Linked DNA regions of Zea mays: region 2 is linked to region 1. Evidence: chromatin contacts called from public Hi-C data. All regions are on one chromosome and are shown on one strand. The core of a region is the stretch at or near the end of the contact, and the rest is flanking DNA. Distances in the headings are between cores, read along the strand shown. Region 1 holds the start of LOC100277025. Region 2 holds the start of LOC103628962 (GDSL esterase/lipase At1g71691-like).

What was found. A called contact is a pair of places that touch in the nucleus more often than the background predicts.
Region 2: a contact with region 1 is called in a Hi-C map of tassel, with 2.1 times the contacts expected there. The contact joins the promoter of LOC103628962 here to the promoter of LOC100277025 in region 1. A contact is called at or near these places in 3 of 25 Hi-C or Micro-C datasets (ear, leaf mesophyll and tassel).

Annotation. Positions count from the first base shown.
Region 1 is chr6:8,469,680-8,473,982 of Zm-B73-REFERENCE-NAM-5.0, reverse strand. LOC100277025 reads right to left here and starts at 2,248. Exons shown (of 3, transcript NM_001150698.2): 1 at 1,919-2,248; 2 at 702-816; 3 at 1-162. The coding sequence starts at 2,161. The coding sequence ends at 89. It overlaps LOC100217177 (Ribosome-recycling factor chloroplastic), which reads left to right and starts at 2,414. Exons shown (of 12, transcript NM_001143538.1): 1 at 2,414-2,509; 2 at 3,163-3,286; 3 at 3,366-3,432; 4 at 3,527-3,622; 5 at 3,911-4,008; 6 at 4,094-4,205. The coding sequence starts at 2,431.
Region 2 is chr6:8,710,062-8,714,364 of Zm-B73-REFERENCE-NAM-5.0, reverse strand. LOC103628962 (GDSL esterase/lipase At1g71691-like) reads left to right here and starts at 1,975. Exons shown (of 3, transcript NM_001352154.1): 1 at 1,975-2,321; 2 at 2,427-2,551; 3 at 2,635-3,510. The coding sequence starts at 2,069. The coding sequence ends at 3,357.

The DNA.
Region 1 (4,303 bases), core at 999-3,498:
GCCATGTCTTTCGAGGCGTATAACACGTCTCCAGTGTCTAGGGCAAAAGAGTTCTGAACCCGGTACAGAAAACTTGGTTTGACCACGATCAGCGCATTCGGCGGGAGCCGTCCTCGTTCCCCAGTCCAAGGGACTTCTGGGCATTGGCAATTCCTTCTTCATCTGCGAGAGATGTACAGCAAGCAGCACAGGATTTAGCGGTAGAAGTAAATTGATGGTTCGTTATTTGAACTAGGGCACAGGTTGAAGGAGCATCGCGTAAGCCATTGGCTAGATCCATTGGTCTAAGAGCAACGATCCAGCTAGATCAGCAAGGATCGATGCAATTTCTATTTTATTAGTACATAAAGGGACATCTATACCATGATCACCCATGAGAGGAGGGATACATGGAGTACTGGCTTCAGACCATTGTTTACTAGGGAAAATAGTACATGCAAATGATACTTCAAAGAGCAGATATTATAAGTTGCTCTTAGAGATAAGTTGCTCTCTCAGCTATTATATGTACGTAGAGCAAGACATCCCACATCAGCACCCTACTATTCCGTTCGCATAGAAGTAAAACATTTTCAGGCATCTGGGTAACTGAAATGACATATATACAAAGAAGAGAAGAGGGTGAATAAGATCATAAGGCTGAAACTAATGAAGGCTAATTGCCAACACAGCATATGAATTATTCTATCACCAGAACTTACCCCAAAACTGTGTGAAGATCCGGAAGAAGAAGTTTATATTGCGGGATACGCTGTATGCCATTACAGGAGGGAGAGGCTTGACAAGTGTGTCCACGCTAAAAACTCTCTTCAGAAACTGCAAAGCATCCAATTCAATGTCAAACGATTGAGCAAAAAGTGAAACGACGTTTATTACTTGTGCTAGCCAAGAACTAAATTTGCTAAGTGCGGTGAGCCGGATACAAGAATGAAGGACCATGTCATAGAAAGCAGTGGCATGATGCACCGGACAAGCGGCAGTCTTGTGCTATCGACCTAGTCTGATTTCAGGCTATGAAACTTAGGGCATGTTTGGAAACACCCGAACAGGCCCTAAGTTTCAGGGCATGTTTGGGACGACCTAGTCTGATTTCAGGCTATGGAAGTTTATAGAAATTAGATTCTCAGTCTCTTAAAAACCAAGAAGCTGGCCCCTCCTAGCTAAAAAAATAAAAACTGGTTTCTTAAAAACTAGGTTGCTTCCAAACAGGACCTTACACGTCACAGTATCACACAAAGTGTCTGGTGCATAAACTGTGTTGAGTGACTTTCAGGTCCTAATCTGTTCATGGCTTTTGCTCAATCCACGTGTGTTGGACTGGGAAGAAATTGAAACTGTCAGGCCCACGAAAACAGCATTCACGATTTCAGGCTCTCATGATGGTGCAGGTAGCAAGGGTGATTGGAAGCTGCTGTAATGAACAAATCAGTAACAACGTGTGAGTTTAACTGCGATCCATACCCAGCACTAGTGGTGCCCCGGTGCATTACAGGACACCGCTTTTTCATTAACATGTACGGTTACTTCAGCAAGTGTAAATGCTATTCTCGAGAATCTAGTGCACTTTTCCCCAATGTGTTACGGTTGGCACCGTGAAGGTAACACATCAGCATAATCCTATCCTTCAACAACTGCAATTTTACAAACTGCCAATGCTGTTATCGGTGACCTGGTACATTTTTTAATTCGTTTTTTAGCCAATGCAATCCAATATCCAACAACACACAGAACACGGGTACATTTCCTACACAAGTATAAGGATTCTGAACCTGGCAGCGTGTTCCAGGGACAGGGTAACAATCCCCGCAAAACGGCGAGGGACCTAACAATCAACCTAACAATCCGTCGAGCAGGAGCAGGGGCAATCAATGCGAACAAAAAAAAAAGCGATGACGGGTCGGTCGGGCGTATACGGTACCCTGCTGTTCCGCTGGAAGGAGTAGCGCAGCTCAGGGTCGATCTCGTCCTCCTCGAAGTCGTCGACGGTGAGGTCGAGGTCCTGGCGCTTGCTCCGGGGCATGCTCATGGTGGGCGTCTCCCCGGGGTTGCTGGTGACGCTGACCTTCCCCTCGCGGCTCATCCTTGCCGCGTCCTCGTCCTCCGCCGCCTCCCCCGTCCTCCATGGAGCCGACGACAGCAGCTCCTTCCGCTTCCGCCCCATCCTCGCCGCCTCTCTCTCTCCTTTCCTCTTCGGCTGCGTTTGGACGGGAGGAGGAAGAGGATGAGACGATGAGGTTATCGGCCGCCTGGTGGGCCTGGGCGGGCGTGGTCTTTTATGGGCTGGGTCGTCCGTCCTATATCAGAAATGGCCCAAACGGCCTAGCTTGGCCCACTTCTGCTGATATGGCCTTCGTTCTTATCCACACGCGCTCGTCCCGTCTCCTTCCCTCCCTTGGTCAGCCTCAGCCACCGACCGTTGCACCAGCTCGCATGGCGCTCCACGCCGTCTCCCCCGCGGCGGTCTCCTCCCCGCTACGCGCCCTCTCGCGCAGCCTCCCCCAGCGCTCAGGTCCGTCCCTCCTCCTCTCCTCGCCCCCCGCAGATTGCGCGGGATTGTTTCGGCAATGACCAATGAGCCAAACACTGGGTACCTCTAGTTAGGTCATGTGCTCGCCTGCCATTCGCACTGCACGAACAGATTTCCTTGCAATTTTGGGGGGTTTAGATGATGGAAACAAACTCCGGCTTTATCCTCTAAGTTTAGGGGATAATGCCGTCTGATAGTGCCATAATACAATTGACACTCGCTAAGCTTTTCCACCAGATTGTGAAACAGGGCGCTAGTCAGATCTGTCGTGGATTGTAGTTCGCCCGAAATGTGCTCAGTTATGGTCTACTAGTTTCTAGTTAGGTTCCAATAGGTTGCTATGTTTTTCATTTACTCTTTAAATATAGAGTATAAAACATAAAGATATGTGCATTCTGTTGGCTAGGCGGACTAAAATGTGGGTTTACAGTCAAGTTCAAATCCGTATTTGTGTATAATTTTAGCTTTTTACCATTTAAATGTGGGGGTTCAGATGATGCACAACGATGGTGGAACGGTGAAAACTTGTGCTTTATAGTAGTAGAGATAGACATACATTCAATTAATAGTGTTTTCCATGAAAACAAAAACAATAGTGTGGCAAACTCTTGACAGCAGATGTCCTACTTTTACAGGCTGTGGTTGTTTACCAAAGCAGTCCGTCACGATTTGCTCCTCTACGAACTTTGCGAGAAAACTTCAGGATGGACCAGTGGACTTTGCTGCTAGGCGACTGGTTCTTGGACACTCGGACAAGAGGCGAGTGGTTACAGATATAGGTGTTTACCCCGTATCATTATGGACCGTCATCAATAGCTTGTCATTCTCATGTTATCAGAGCAGTTCTGACGCATGCCACTATTGAAGAAATTGAAGCGGAGAAATCCCTCATCGAAGACCAAGCTGTATGTTACAGTGTACCCTCTATTGGGAAGCCCCCTTTTGCCTGGTCAGGTTTTGTGCCTCTTGTTTTAACTAGCTGCCCGTATGTGTCTTCAGAAAGAAAAGATGGAGAAGGCGATCGAAACAGTCCAAACTAACTTCAACACTGTGAGGACAGGGCGTGCAAGCCCGGCCATGCTTGACCGGATCGAGGTTTGATGGCTAGTCCTTGTTCTTTTTGCTCTTATGATGTAGTTCGAACTGTTGCGTGACCAAATATATATTCTTCCTGTACTGGGCACATCTTTTTGACTTCTCCATTCTACATGCATATAACGTTCAACATAGTGTTTCTCATAGCTCAGTTAACTGCCAATATAAAATCCTGATCTTATTTTAGCAAAGCAAAGTTTTGTGGCTGATACAACTATAGCGTACAGAGACTACTGGAAATGATTGTATTGTTCTACTCAACAAAGATTGATTAAATGTTTCTTACAGGTCGAGTACTACGGAACTCCAGTGAACTTGAAGAGCATTGCACAGATAAGCACTCCAGATGCAACTTCTCTTCTTATTCAACCATATGACAAGTCAAGGTAAGCTTATACCAATTAACCTTCCCAGTGCAGAGCCACTGCTGAATTTTTCATCATATGTAATCACACCCATGTACTGCAACAGCCTCAAGCTTATCGAGAAAACTATAGTTGCCGCAAATCTTGGTGTGACACCAAGCAATGACGGAGAAGTGATACGAGTGACTGTCCCACCATTGACATCTGATCGCAGAAAGGTTTGTGTTTGTAAAAAAATTATATGTGCATTACATTTTGTCACTTGTTATGTTGACAGGAAATCTTTTCTTCAACCTTTAGAATAGTAACTCTGTGG
Region 2 (4,303 bases), core at 726-3,225, 240 kb before region 1:
ATTGACTAACTCGGATAAAAAAGCTTCGTGGAGCGGGTACACAGGAACGGGGATGGTTCTCTGTCCCCGTCCTCGTAAACCCGATGGGAATTAAATTTCCCCATTTAGATTCTCACGGGGACTAAATTAGTTTGGGAACTCTATTTTCCCGAGAGATTCCTATTTTACCAAATAAAAATAAACTAATTTTCTTCGGAAAAATAAAAATACCTTGAAAAATAAATTTCTTAAACTAGCTCTAATAGAGGAATTTCCCACGAGGAATCGAGGATCGGTCCCATTGCCAATGTCTACCTACCATTCCTATTCCTTGGTGTGTCCAGGGTACGTGTACACTGGGCTAAAATATTTGCGGGGTGGCAGCCCATCCTCTACTTGAGCTTGCGCAGGCCAATTTTTTATTTATATATGGGCCGAAACCCTCTCTGGGCTGAGAGAAGCATTGATCATTCGACGGCTTTCTGATCATTTCTTTCTTTCTTTTTCTAATTCTCACACTCAAGTTAAAGTTTGCTGCTCATCCCGGTCCCGGCCCCGGGCATGACCGTCTGCTACCACCATTTCGGCGGGCCGCCTGTACGAGAGGATATGCGCAGAGGAGGAATAACTGCATCCACGCACGGCCATCACTCCATCGGCTCCACCACCACCCTTGCCGGCCGGCCATGCATGATTCTCCATCCATCTCCACATACTTCAGCTTCATTCAATTCACACATGCATGCATGCATGGTGGATTGGTGGCCTGGTTAGCACTAGCAGCCTCCATGGTCCATGCTAGGACTGGGCATTTTTAACCCGAAAACCGAACCCGAACCGAACCCGAACCCTAATAGACCGAATAGGTCGGTTTTCGGTTTTCGGGTTCGGGTTTCGGTTCTTAAATCTCTTCTGTTCGGGTATCGGTTGCGGGTTCGGTTTTCAGCCAGCCAAACCCGATTAGACTCAAAGAACCGATCTACAGGCGCAGTCCTAACCGCACGACCGGACGACCCAACTCACTAACGGCCCAACTCACTAACCGCACGACCGCAGGCGCAGTCCGCACGACGCACCCCGGCACCCGCAACCCTAGCCGCACCGCCCGCAAGCACGCTGCACGCTGGTCCGCCGCCGCGCCGTGCCGCCGTCGATCCACCGTCGCTCTGCCGAACCGAGTCGCACTGGTCCGCCGCCGCGCCGTAGATCCACCGCTTCGCAGCCTCTGCGCGTCTGCAGCGCCAGGCGCCAGCCGCCAGCCATCCACTACCACCGGCCACCGCACCTCGGCGTTCGGCGACTCGACGTCCTGCTCGGACTTCGGCGACTCGACGTCCTGCTCCTCGGTGCCTCGGTGGTGCCCACGACTCGCTGCAGACCGACCCACCAGTAAGGTACGCTAACCGAAGGCACGACGGCAACCAGCGAGGAATCTTGCAATGTAAGCCGACTTCTCATTTGCATGCAAATATGAAAGCTATTGCAAACTTGTCGTTCCAATTTGCATGCAAATATGAATGCCGCTGCAAGCTTGTTGTTTGAATAATCGAATTTCCAAATATGTATGTAGTTGCAAACTTGCTTTGCTTATTTGCAGATGACCAGATTTTTAAATTTGTTTGTGAAATGTGAATTGTGATGGATTGATGATGAATCTGTTAAGTTATTTCCTGTGGTGAGTAAACTTGCATGTAGTAGGCATTTTCTACTGTGTGAACTGTTATTTCCTGTGGTATATATTTATTAATTATCATGTCATTGTCTGTCATCTGTGCTCTGTTCGGGTTCGTGAAGAACCGAATAGACCGAACCGATTTTTATGGTCTATTCGGGTTCGGTTCCTGTAAAAAAAATTAAGATTTCGGTTCTTGATATCTAAAACCCGAATTTTTTGAAAACCGAATAGACCGAACCGAATAGACCCAAAAAACCGAATGCCCAGCCCTAGTCCATGCATCTCTGAAAACCATTGTCCATTTTGCGCCACCGATCGATCGAGCTCTAGGCCTCTAGCTAGCGCGCTGCATATGTGCGGCAACTTTTCTTTTATCTGACACACGTACGTACGTACGTACTCTTACGGCCCACGATGGCCGCCGCCGCCGGCCTCCCGCGGTGGCTGCTGCTCCTCGCCGTGGTCCCGGCCGTCACCGCTGCGGCCACCGCCGGCGGAGAGGGGAGGGCGCCGGCGCTGTTCGTGTTCGGTGACTCGCTCATCGACAGCGGCAATAACAACAACCTCGCGTCGCTTGCCAAGGCCAACTACTTCCCCTACGGCATCGACTTCGCCGGCGGCCCCACCGGTCGCTTCTGCAACGGCTACACCATCGTCGACGAGCTCGGTACGTACTCTCGCTCAGTCGCTCATCCCTTGTCTCTTGACCGCATTATGCATGCAACTGCGGCATGCATGGAGGCAGTCGTCATTGATGCTGTCGTGTTCGTAGCCGAGCTGCTTGGACTGCCCCTGGTGCCACCCTACTCTGAAGCCTCGTCCGTGCAGCATGTCCTGCAGGGCGTCAACTACGCTTCTGCCGCCGCCGGGATCCTCGACGACAGTGGCGGCAACTTTGTAAGCAGCCATGCCATGCTCAGACATGCATGACATGCTCAGACATGCTCAGACAAAAAAGCATCTCTCCAAATCCAATGCAGGTCGGGCGGATCCCATTCAACCAGCAGATCCAGAACTTCGAGACGACCGTGGCACGGATCGCCGGCGCGGCGGGCGCGGCGGCGGCGGCGGACCTGGTGGCGCGCTCCGTCCTGTTCGTGGGGATGGGCAGCAACGACTACCTCAACAACTACCTGATGCCCAACTACGACACGCGGCGGCGGTACGGCCCGCAGCAGTTCGCGGACCTGCTCGCGCGCCAGCTGGCCGCGCAGCTGGCCAGGCTCCACGGCGCCGGGGGCAGGCGGTTCGTGGTGGCCGGCGTGGGGTCCGTGGGCTGCATCCCGAGCGTGCGCGCGCAGAGCCTCGCGGGGCGGTGCTCGCGCGCCGTGGACGACCTCGTGCTCCCCTTCAACGCCAACGTGCGGGCGCTGGTCGACCGCCTCAACGGCAACGCTGCCGCCGGCCTTCCCGGCGCCAGCCTCACGTACCTCGACAACTTCGCGGTGTTCAGGGCCATCCTCGCCGACCCGGCCGCGTTCGGCTTCGCCGTCGTCGACCGCGGGTGCTGCGGCATCGGCAGGAACGCCGGGCAGGTCACCTGCCAGCCCTTCATGCCGCCGTGCGACCACAGGGAGCACTACGTGTTCTGGGACGCATACCACCCCACGGCGGCCGTCAACGTCATCGTCGCCAGGCTGGTGCTCCACGGCGGCGCGGACGTCGTCTCGCCCGTCAACGTCCGTGAGCTTGCCGGCATGTGAGAAGATGATCGGAGACATATATATATATATATACTAGGTATATGCCCGTGCGTTGCTACGGTATCAATATGATAAAATATGTTGATATATAAAAATAATAATTGACATTTTGTTAGAATCACTAAAAGTGGATATAAATAACTATTTCTTTTGAACCATTTGATAAGGCTTCTCCCCTGGAGTCGAAACCCACCAATACACTTCTTTTGTTCTAAATTATTACTACCTCCGTTTTCAAATGTTTATCGCCCGCTAGTTTATTTTTAAACTGAACAACCGTCAAATAAAAGAAAGAAGGGGTAGTTCACATCATTTTTAAGGAGCCATTTGGAACCCTTGCCGCAAGACAGGCGCAACACATGCCATTGATTTTCAACTGTATAAAACAAAACAAGTTGAAGTTTTAACATGGCTATCTGTTTTACATGAAGGAAAACAAACAAAGCTGCCAGAGAGACTACTAATTTCAGACATAAGAGGGACTACACATATGACATAGCGCTCCAGCAGCACACACCCACTCACCTCCGTGTGCTCAACGGGAAGGATTGGCTGCTACAAAATGCTTGGTTGCTCGTTATTGCGCCCTTGGCTTGCAAGCCAAAAAGGCAGGACCTCCACCACAACCTTCTACACCAGCTTATCCTCCCGGAAGCCATTCAAAAAAGCGACGCGAAGCTTTCTCTATCCTCTCTGAAATGTGAAATCCACCAACACGCTGCACAGCCCTCACTTTACACCTGCATAAAAGGGAAAGTATATGCATGTGTATCCTGTGAAACATAAAAAGGTTTAATCGTGGTCTGCCATGAACTAAAATGATGCAAGTGGGCATGCATAAAAGGACTCGTTCAGGATCAGAAAAGGGGTTTGTCTTGTGGGCAGGGGGTGCCCAATGAGTTTTGTTTCCTATACATCGGCAGCGACATCACAATCTACACTTCAA